2 separate regions of the Anas platyrhynchos genome follow, and region 2 is linked to region 1. The links are chromatin contacts, called in public Hi-C maps. All regions are on one chromosome and are shown on one strand. The core of a region is the stretch at or near the end of the contact, and the rest is flanking DNA. Distances in the headings are between cores, read along the strand shown.

The links. A called contact is a pair of places that touch in the nucleus more often than the background predicts.
Region 2: a contact with region 1 is called in a Hi-C map of liver, with 1.7 times the contacts expected there. The contact joins the enhancer-like site here to the promoter of APBB2 in region 1. A contact is called at or near these places in 4 of 8 Hi-C or Micro-C datasets (liver, skeletal muscle and subcutaneous adipose tissue).

What each region holds. Positions count from the first base shown.
Region 1 is chr4:55,360,896-55,365,620 of IASCAAS_PekinDuck_T2T, reverse strand. APBB2 (amyloid beta precursor protein binding family B member 2) reads right to left here and starts at 2,113. Exons shown (of 18, transcript XM_072037680.1): 1 at 1,956-2,113.
Region 2 is chr4:55,403,965-55,408,689 of IASCAAS_PekinDuck_T2T, reverse strand. All of the region lies in intron 2 of APBB2 (amyloid beta precursor protein binding family B member 2), which reads right to left. Among named protein-coding and RNA genes, the nearest start is that of APBB2, 43 kb to the right of the region's middle. Within about 2 kb of position 1,954, at least 1 of the 8 cell types and tissues checked has an H3K27ac peak or open chromatin away from gene starts, as enhancers often do.

The DNA.
Region 1 (4,725 bases), core at 864-3,363:
ATGCCTGCTGTATCTGCAGATTGCAATCGTATCCCCTCTCAGGCCTCATTTCCTAGGCTAGACGAGCCAGGCTTTCCTTGTCTCCTCTGGTGCGATTGTTTCTTTACCCCAGCCACTCTCTGCACCTGCTCCACCAGAAGCACAAGTGAGAAGATGTGCCTGATATTCCCTGGTGCTCCCACCCATCCCACCAGTCCTTCCTGCCAGTCTCCTGCCAAACACGCCCCACCATTTGTCACCTTCTCCGTGGCAGCAGGACAGCAGCAGTTTAGCAAGTAAGGAGCTAACGTGCCCTGCACATCTCCTCCTGCTCTGGTGTTCCCAGCAGCTGAGTTCACAGAATCACAGAATTGTCTAGGTTGGAAGAGACCTCAAGATCATCGAGTCCAACCTCTGACCTAACACTAACCAGTCCTCCACTAAACCATATCGCTAAGCTGTACACCTAAACATCTTTTCAAGACCTCCAGGGTTCCTCGCTTACAGCACAGGACAGAGGCAAAACCTTGTCTTTTACCCAAAGGAGACATATGGGTGGTATCATCTCTTTTCAGCATGAATTTCAAGTGGGATTGCACATCCTAGGTCAGAGCTTCTGAAAAGCATGGATCTGCCATCTGATGGAGATGCAATCAGTTGATTACCTACCATCACCTACCAACTACCAGGTTTCACTGTGGCCTTCTCCCAGCCTCTGCCTGCTGTAAGGATTTCTCACCAATCTCAAGCACTCACGTTCCTCCTAACCAGCTCCTCAAGTCACAACTCTCTTCAGCTCCAACGCTGCACCAGTCCTCACTACACCCCCCCAAGCATTTCCTAAGCACGTCACTGTCCCTCCTGACCAAGGGAACAGCAGAATCCACCCAGTGCCCCACCAAAAGCTATCATTTTTGCTCACTGGCTCCTTAGCTGCAAAACTGAAAACAACAACAATAACCCAGGCTTGCAAGTTGTGCATCCCCTCTGCTAAGAAATGCTTCCCACATCACTGCGACCCACTGCTTAGACCTTCTCCTTCATCACAGAGGATGAAGTTCACTTGGGCTGCCTCAGTGTTAAGAATGGTCACACATTTCTCGTAACATGCAACAAAACTGGTATTCTTCTTGAAGAGTCCTCTCCAAATCTTCTCTTAAACAACCAGGAAAAAAAGAAAAGCCCCAAAGCGCTCCATCAAACACTCACTGCTGCAAAGGAAGAGTCAAAACACCCATGCTTAGCTTGGCTGCTTTACAGAAAGAAGTTAACCAGCCAAGATTTTGCCACAAGGTCACCGCACGAGGATGTCTCCCCCTCCGAGTGCTCCAGCATCCGCACACACTCCAGCTGAACCTAGGCAGAAAACACTTCCAACCGCAAGGCAGCCAACTCGCTGGCGCTTTTGGAAAGCAGCAGAGCATCAGGCAGCAGGGTGGTGGCGTGTGGGATGCCGAAGGAGCCGGAGGGACCCGGTGAGAAGCCGCAGGGCACGGCACGCCCGCAGCCGGCCCCCGGGGCAGCGCCGCGCAGCGCATCCTGCCCAGAGCCCAACCCTGCACAGCCTGCGGCACGGCAGCAGCACAACTGCGCCCTGCAGGCGGTGTGGGCTGCAATATTTGGTGCTGGAGGGGCAAGACCACAAGGTTGAGCCCCAGCAGGACACCGCCAGCAAGCCCCCCCGCACCGCCTGACATTAACGCGGCTCCGCGCTGCGCCCCGAGGGCTGCTCCCCCCGGGCTCCCACCCGCACGGCCCCCGAGCAGCAGTAACCAGCGCTGAAATCGCGGAAAGCCCCGAAACCCACCCAAATTTCCCCAGGGGAAGGCTCCGGGGCTGCCCGGGAGCCCCGCACCGCCCCGTCCCCGCCGCGGGGAGCGCGCACCTGCCCTGCCCGCCGCACCGCGCCGCTCCCGAGGCGCCCAGAGCCCGCTGCGGGATGCAGCCAGCCCTCCGGAAACGCTTCCCAGCCTTACCCAGGAAACGATTCCGGCCGCCGGCCGCCACCGCCGCCCCTCCTCTTCTCTCCTCTCTCCTCCCGGCTCCTCTCCCTCCTCCCTGGCCGCCGCCCAGCGCCGCGGCTCGCAGGGGGCCGGCCGGGCGGGGCGGCGGCGGCGGAGGGCGCACAACATGGCGCCGCCGGTGCCTCAGGGCGGCCGGCTCACACCTGCGGCTCCGGGAGCGGCTCCCGGCCGCCAAGGAGCTTCCCCCCGGGGCTGAGGTGGCTTCCAGGGCAGCTTTCCCGACCCTCAGGGGTTAGGGGTCGTGTGGGGAGGCAGCGGTGGTTTGTGCTGCCCCCCGAGAGGAGGGAGAGGCAGGCGGCTGCTTGACAAAGGGAGCGCGCTGGGGGTGCTCCAGGCAGCCCTGTGATGGTGGGGGGGCTCCAAAGGCACCCAGCGCGCACAGGGGGAAAGGTCCAGGGTGTGCTCCCAGACGTGGAAAATGAGCAAAAGGACCAGTCCTGGAAACCTCGAGGCTTTAAGGCACCTGCAGAACAACAGGAGCAGGTTGCGAGTGAAGCCCTGGGCATGTCTTGAGAGGAAGGAGCAGGGGATCACAGCGACGTTGTGGGGAGTTAGTAGGGAGGCTTAAAAGAGCACACCTGTGAGAAGCTCCTTCTGTTTAAAGCCTTACCAAATACTTGGGGTTCTGTCCTTTCAACGTAAGCTTTTGAGGTTACAGGGGAAAAAACTATTCATTACCAAGGCAAAAATATTAAAATGACACAGTAGCTGAGTGGCAACTGCAGGCGGATCTTTCATTCTTCCACCTAACAATCTTACAAAGACTGGAAAAGCAGGTGCAAAACAATCACTAATAAAATACAGTGCCACATCAGAGTAACCGAAGATGCCCTAGGAGGTCAAAGAAGACTGTTACAATAATGAAATGGCCAGGCTGATTTTCTCTTAAATTAAAACACACTCAGCAATCCTATTAAGAGTGCCCAAGACCATTTCAAAATTTATTGCACCATTTCTAATGGTGAATCTATTTATCTAGAAAGGATGTGTTTTTTTCCTATGCATTTCCAGAACCTTCACTATTTTGTTCTCTGGGTTTATAACTATGCCCCTAACAGCAGAACTTGGATGGACTGACTATAATTATAGGGACAATTAAGATGAATAGGAATATAACATCTTTAATTAGAAATATTTGTGTTTTTAGCAGGTCATACTGACATCCATCAGCCTAAAGAACAGAAAAAAGAAAAAAAAAAAAGCAATTATGAGCACTACTGTGATGAACAAGAAGAAGCGACAATTAGACAAAGATGTCATAGTTCAGAGCAAAGCACTTGGAAATTATACTTAATCACTTAACATCTTACTCCTAAATTTATTCCTCTTGTTTACAGTGGTACTTGCATTTTTCTCAAATGTGGACATGATTTAGTCAAGATTTGTATAAAAAGAACAATACTTACTTATGCTAAGACTCACATTTTAATTTACTCTTTCAGATCCAGAACATCCAAATTTTGGTGGACATCCAAAGAAAGCCCTCCAAATAGTCCTAATTATCTGTGATAGAAATGTATCTTGATCAGCTCAGGAAGGACTGATGGCCTCCTGAGACATCCAAAGGTGATTCATCAAATTCCAATGTCTACAAATCAGGGTGCGTTCCTCTCCAAGAAAGCACATCATCCAGCAGCAGGGAAAGCCTTTATGCAGAGACTTTGAAGGCATAATGGAGCAGAACTCTCCCTGGAATTTGCACTTCATCTATAGGAGAGATGCAAGGCAACTGTTGGGTTACCCCAGATTATGAGTGAATAGCCTATTAATATGTTCTCCTGACATCAGTGGCCAAGCAAGACGGTCATAAATTCACGTTCCTTTGATGAGAAGTGTAAAAGCACTGCATTGTGGTTTTTGCTATGTGGTTAAAAATATGATTAACATTTAGTTATATGGTCTATATAATGCACTTTGGTTTGCAGTATAGTAAGCAGAGTCATAAAAATGAAGTGTTGAGGAAACTAAATACGGAATTTCATATACATCCTAAATGGACAGCAGCTCAATACACTCAGACTTCTCTGAAACGTTTCCATGTGGATATACTGCTTGCATAGGCTCGGCCAGTCTCATCAAATATAGATCTCTTGTTTTAGAGCAATCTGATGTGTTAACTTTCTGAGTACAATGAAATGGCTCCTGCAGTTGCTGCAAGGTACTGATACAAAGCCCTTACTACCTCTTTTTGTAAGCCACAAACATCCAGTGAAACAACACCTCTAAACATTACAAATAATAAGAGGAGAGGCCTTTCTATATTACCAGTTCATAACCAAATCATTTCATCATAATCTTGCTGTCTCAATGTTTGAACTACGAATGCAAATTGCAAATTTATTTTGGTCAAAGCCCATCTGACTTTGCAACAAGGAATGAGCGACCATCTGAGCTTCCAGTGGCAAATAGCTGCCTGCACACTAGCTTCCTCAGTGCAGCACGGGTTTACAGATCCTACTCTGAGATTGACTGTGCCTCTGATTGCCCTCTCAGGAGAAGTTAATACAGTTTCTTCCTCTGCCTTCTTTTATATCCCAGCTTTTTACTTAAGGGTTATTCCCTGTAGGGGGATAGTTAAAGTACGCACCAATCCCGTCTCATGAGAAACGGTTTCTCTCTGCAGATGAAAGTAGAAAAGCGGTGAATATGGAATAAGCAAGACTACCATCTAGCGGTGCAATCGTGGTTATTATTTCAGAGGAACCTACACCATCAAATAACC
Region 2 (4,725 bases), core at 705-3,204, 43 kb before region 1:
ATGAGCTCTGCGAAGTGCAACAAAAATGAAGAGATTTGGTAATCCATTATTTACAGGAGGGGCCCCACCCTTCCCCTTCCTGGTTAGAAAAACATTCTGGGCAATGACCTTCTAATCCTACCTGTAGAAATTATTAGGATTTTTGAAATATAAGCTCTACATTACGTGCCAGGGCTGCAAGCCAGCTCTCACCCACCCAGATGAGCAGCCCATTGCCAAGCTCCCTCCCTTCCTCTGCAGGGAGGGCTCCAGCAGCCCCCCGTGCCATGCCATAGGGCCAGGACATGCTCCTGGAAAGGGAAGAGGGAGAGGTCAGGTCCTGCTGGGCCAGGACTGAACGTGGGGATGGGTCTCCTGCCTCCCCACAAGGCATGTCAACCACAGAAGGGACAGGGAGAAGAGAAGGGCTTGATATTCGTGACTGATACCCAGCTCCGTCCCCTCCGTTTTAGTGAATCTTTCTATGAAAAATGTCTGAAGTGGAAGTTGGAAGGTGGTTTTGGCTTTTCCTTTTTAGAGTTTTGCACAAAGGGACAAGGGGAATAAAGGGCAGACTAACAAACTTGCCTTTCACGCTGCTCTGGACTGAATCTGTATCCTCATTTTGGCAACTGCCAGATGTGCTTCGCATCCTGCCCAGGGCAAAGGACGAGTCTGCTGCTCAAATAGCTGCCTCTCAGCTCACTCCAGCTGTAGCACCAACACGAGCTGCTCCTTATATTTCTCCCCATGTTTACTTTAAGCTTCTTACCCAGAACTTCCTTGCCTACCTTGTGCTCTTCCTTCACGCCTCTAAAATAAAACCACCAGTTGTTTTCCAGGCAGCACTGCAGCTCTGTCCACGTGAAGGCGATGCTGCCTGAGGGGCTGCAGCATGCTGGCTCCCTGCCCTACAGCAGGGACTTCACCCTCCAGGCAAAACCCAGGGAATCCTGCACACCAAGGAGGTGCAATCTAGTCATGCAGACCCGTTGGTGGGGGAAGGAGAGCCCAGAAGCGTCCTGCACATAATTCCGGTGCCCTGAGACGGGTTTGCAGAGCACTCAGCATCCCCCCAGGCAGCATGAACCCTTCTCCCCCAACTTTCCATCCCCAAGCCTGTCCCTTTCCTCTAGCTTTCAGCGCTTCTCCAGCCATGACTGCTGCTCATCCTGCAGCAGAACCCAGACAGAAGGGACAAGTGGCTGCTATTATGAAACTGTCTGAGCAGACATCTGGGCTGAGGCTAGCAGTCCCGGGTTACGATGCCAAGAAGCCCAGCACAATCCCCACAGGGTACGCGTGTAGTGCTCCACGGCGACTGGCAGGGCACAGCCCCAGCACCTCTGCAGCCTGTTTTCCCCCCAGCGGATGGCAATCAGGTTGTGTTTTCTGTTCTCTTATCCCTCCTGACCCACGCTTTACAATTCACAGAGGCCACATTTGATTTGCTGCTAACACTTAAGCAGCAACACGAGTGTGCTTTGAAAATGCTTAAGCTGGAGGAGCTGAAGAGAAGGGGAAAAAATAAAAGTGGAAAGAAATCTTATTCAGTATTTGAAAGCAAAGGAGCCTGCAACTCCTCTCAGAGATCTTACCCTTAACACTCCACACAATGGGGTGCAACTTACTTAGCTGAGCATTTTTCCAGCTACACGTTAAGAAGCCAACTTACTTTTATGGAGACATCAAATTTTAAGGAAGGACTTGAAAGTCTGAGAATTCATGCCGATATATGGGACAGAGGGTAAACCACAAGGTTAGAGGCAACTAAAGATGTTTGTCCAGAAGCTGCTGGAGAGAAAAACATTTCCAAATGATTCAACTTCCCAGCAGACATACCAGCCTGGAGACCAGGTCTTATCTGTCACTTGGAGAAAGACCTGAGGGCGATGAGCATTCAGGTCACACACACCTTTTCTGCAGCAACCCACAGCACTGCTATTCCTGTGATAAACACCCACGGCACAGCAGGAGCCAGTGGCGATGAATAATGCAGGAGATGCAGTCACTCCACCACATATCATCCCCATGGGACACGGAGGCAGCATTTTAGCGTAAGCCATCCTTTTCCCCCCTCAGGGCACACCACGCTTTTTCATTATTTTCTCTCCCCTTCCCATTCCACGCATCCATTCGCAGGTCAAACCCAGCAAAACAGGACGGGCTGTTGGGGAAGAGCCGGAGACACAAGCAGGACTGCACAGTACCCTCTCATCAGGTGATGTTTAATACTACATCTGCTCAACACAGGAGCTCCACGAGCCAGAAACATTTTTCCCAACCAGGTACTCCTCAGTCCACGTTTCCCAAGAGATGTGCTTCACCATGAGGCACTTAGCAATGCCAGCCTGGCTCCTCTGCCACTTTCTGCCTTTCCACATCTTGCTTGGCCAGGCCCTCTGCCAGTACCGCTGACCTTTGCTCAGTTTTCACATCAGCTTGGGCATCCACTCACTCTACACATTTATTATGCCATTAGAAGAGCTTTGTCTCACATCTGCATTATTTCATGCTGTTTCTTTTACATTTATTTTCACATATTCAAGAAATCTATATAGGCATATCTGCCCAAGAGGAGATTTGAGAAAGTTCAGGCAGACTCTCAGACTGCGCACTTCGAATGAACGCACTGAAAAAATGCAAAACAAAAGGCTCAGGTCTCTCTCCCGTTTTAGTCATAATCAATGTTAATGATGCTGTTACAAGCCCTCCTGAATTTGGCTTCAAAGCCAGCCAGCAGTCTATACAGAACCCTTAACTGCAACTTCTGCAGCGTGTGCTAACAGAAACCACACCGAGTCTGCGTGCTAGGACAGCACGTCCAGAACTTCTTGCTGAGAAGCTGTTCAGCTGCAAAAGGGGATCTTCTCTTCTCTTTACAAGCCCTGGCCATTTCTGTTCAGGAGAAATGGGGAGAAGACATCACATTTTTTCTATACCATAAAAGATCTTCTGCAAAGCTATGAAGGATTTGGGATGCATCACTTATCCACGTGCTCAGTGGAATTAAGGCAGAACCACTGTTAGAATTAACTACCAGACCTGTCCCACCTCCATTACCTCAAATAAAACAATCGATTTTAATTTAAAAAATAAAACAAAAGCCAACAAAACAGGGTCAGTGAGTCCTGGGAATATTTCTTGCTCAGAATAGCTTGTGGTTAATAGGAAAGTCCTTATTTAGCTTATTGCTCGATTAATCATTTTTGCTAGCGAGCTGACTCACCATCCAGGGTTGATCTCTCCAGGAAGTAAAGCAGATAAAAAAAATACAGCAGCTGTGATTTCACAATTCTGACCAAGATAAATATATTTAGATTTATTTATTTATTTATTTGTAGTTAAGGCCACGGGTCTAGTGCTCTGAAGTACATGCTCAATTCCTTATCTCTGACAGGGAGATCTATCAGTGGAACAACAGCCTGAGGAAAAGAAAGGTCAACCTTTTGATCACCTACAGAAAAAAAAACAATCATCTTATTGCATCATAGGATCTGCTCTGACACTAAAACCTCTTCACTAGTGTATGCTTTTAGGTTTTATTTGTTTGTTGATTTTAAATATACCAACTGGAGGCCACTGGTAGAAACACTGCAGAAACGCTGACCAACTCCTGTAGCACCACCAGGAAAAAATACTCTTTCCACAGAAGAGAAATAAGGAAAACAAAAGATACAAAAGCATCAGCTTCAAAAAAAGTCATTAAAACCAGTGCCTAAAGAGTAAACTGCAAAACAACAAGAAATTTGGTACTTAATGGAGACATTATTTGTGCATCTTGCACTTGCTTCCTGTTTAGACAACGACTTGGCATTGAGTTTAGGATTACTTCTGACTTGAGGAGAGTGTTCACGAAGCTTTTGCCATAAATTATACAAAGTTTTCCTTGATCCTACAGGCTTCAGAAGTTTATTCCCTTAAATTTAGCCAAGTTCCATTGTGTAACACGCAAGCACATTTCTTAATTCATTTGAAAGACAAGGCATGATATTCAAAGAACAACGTGCTGCAGGCCTGCATTCAGTGCTTCTGCCTTGCTACCAAAAATTAACACTTCTCAGGAATGACTTCTACTGGTGTATGATACGGACGAAAAACACAAGATGTGCCCACAAGTCAGGATATACCAACTAGGCCCCAGACTAAAAAAAAATAAATTCTTTTTATTTATTCAAAAGAGTAGGAATGAAGTTACTTACTTTGGAAGCTCTTTCAGAAGACAAGCACTACCAATGCCTTTAACAAATTAACAAAGTAAGGCTTCAGATTAATTAGATTTATACTATGCCCAAAGCGTGCTCAGTTTGGTTCTTTTCAGGTTCTCCATTCCTAAGATCTCAAGACCTAGATTTCATTAGCAAATGGTGCATGGTGGGGTATTTTTAACTAAAATCCCACGGACACAAGGCGGCTACGTCTTCATTACAGCAAGAGCCTCTAAATGAACTTCCTCTTGAAGGGGAAGGAAGTTTTCCCACAGGACATTACACACACGCTGCCACATGGTTATAGTTACACTTCAGGTCTATTCCAAAAAGTGGAAGGTCAGAATTAATACGTTGCTGCAATATTGTTGTGTCTCCAGTAAAATGCCCTGCACGCTGCTACAACCGCTTTCATTAAAACAGAGGAAATACCACGTCAGGACAGACCTGACAGCAGCTAATACCACGTGCTCCAGAAAGAAGCTACAATAAAAAGAATATTAAATTCCCCCAGATCATGTTCCTTCACCCTTTTCTC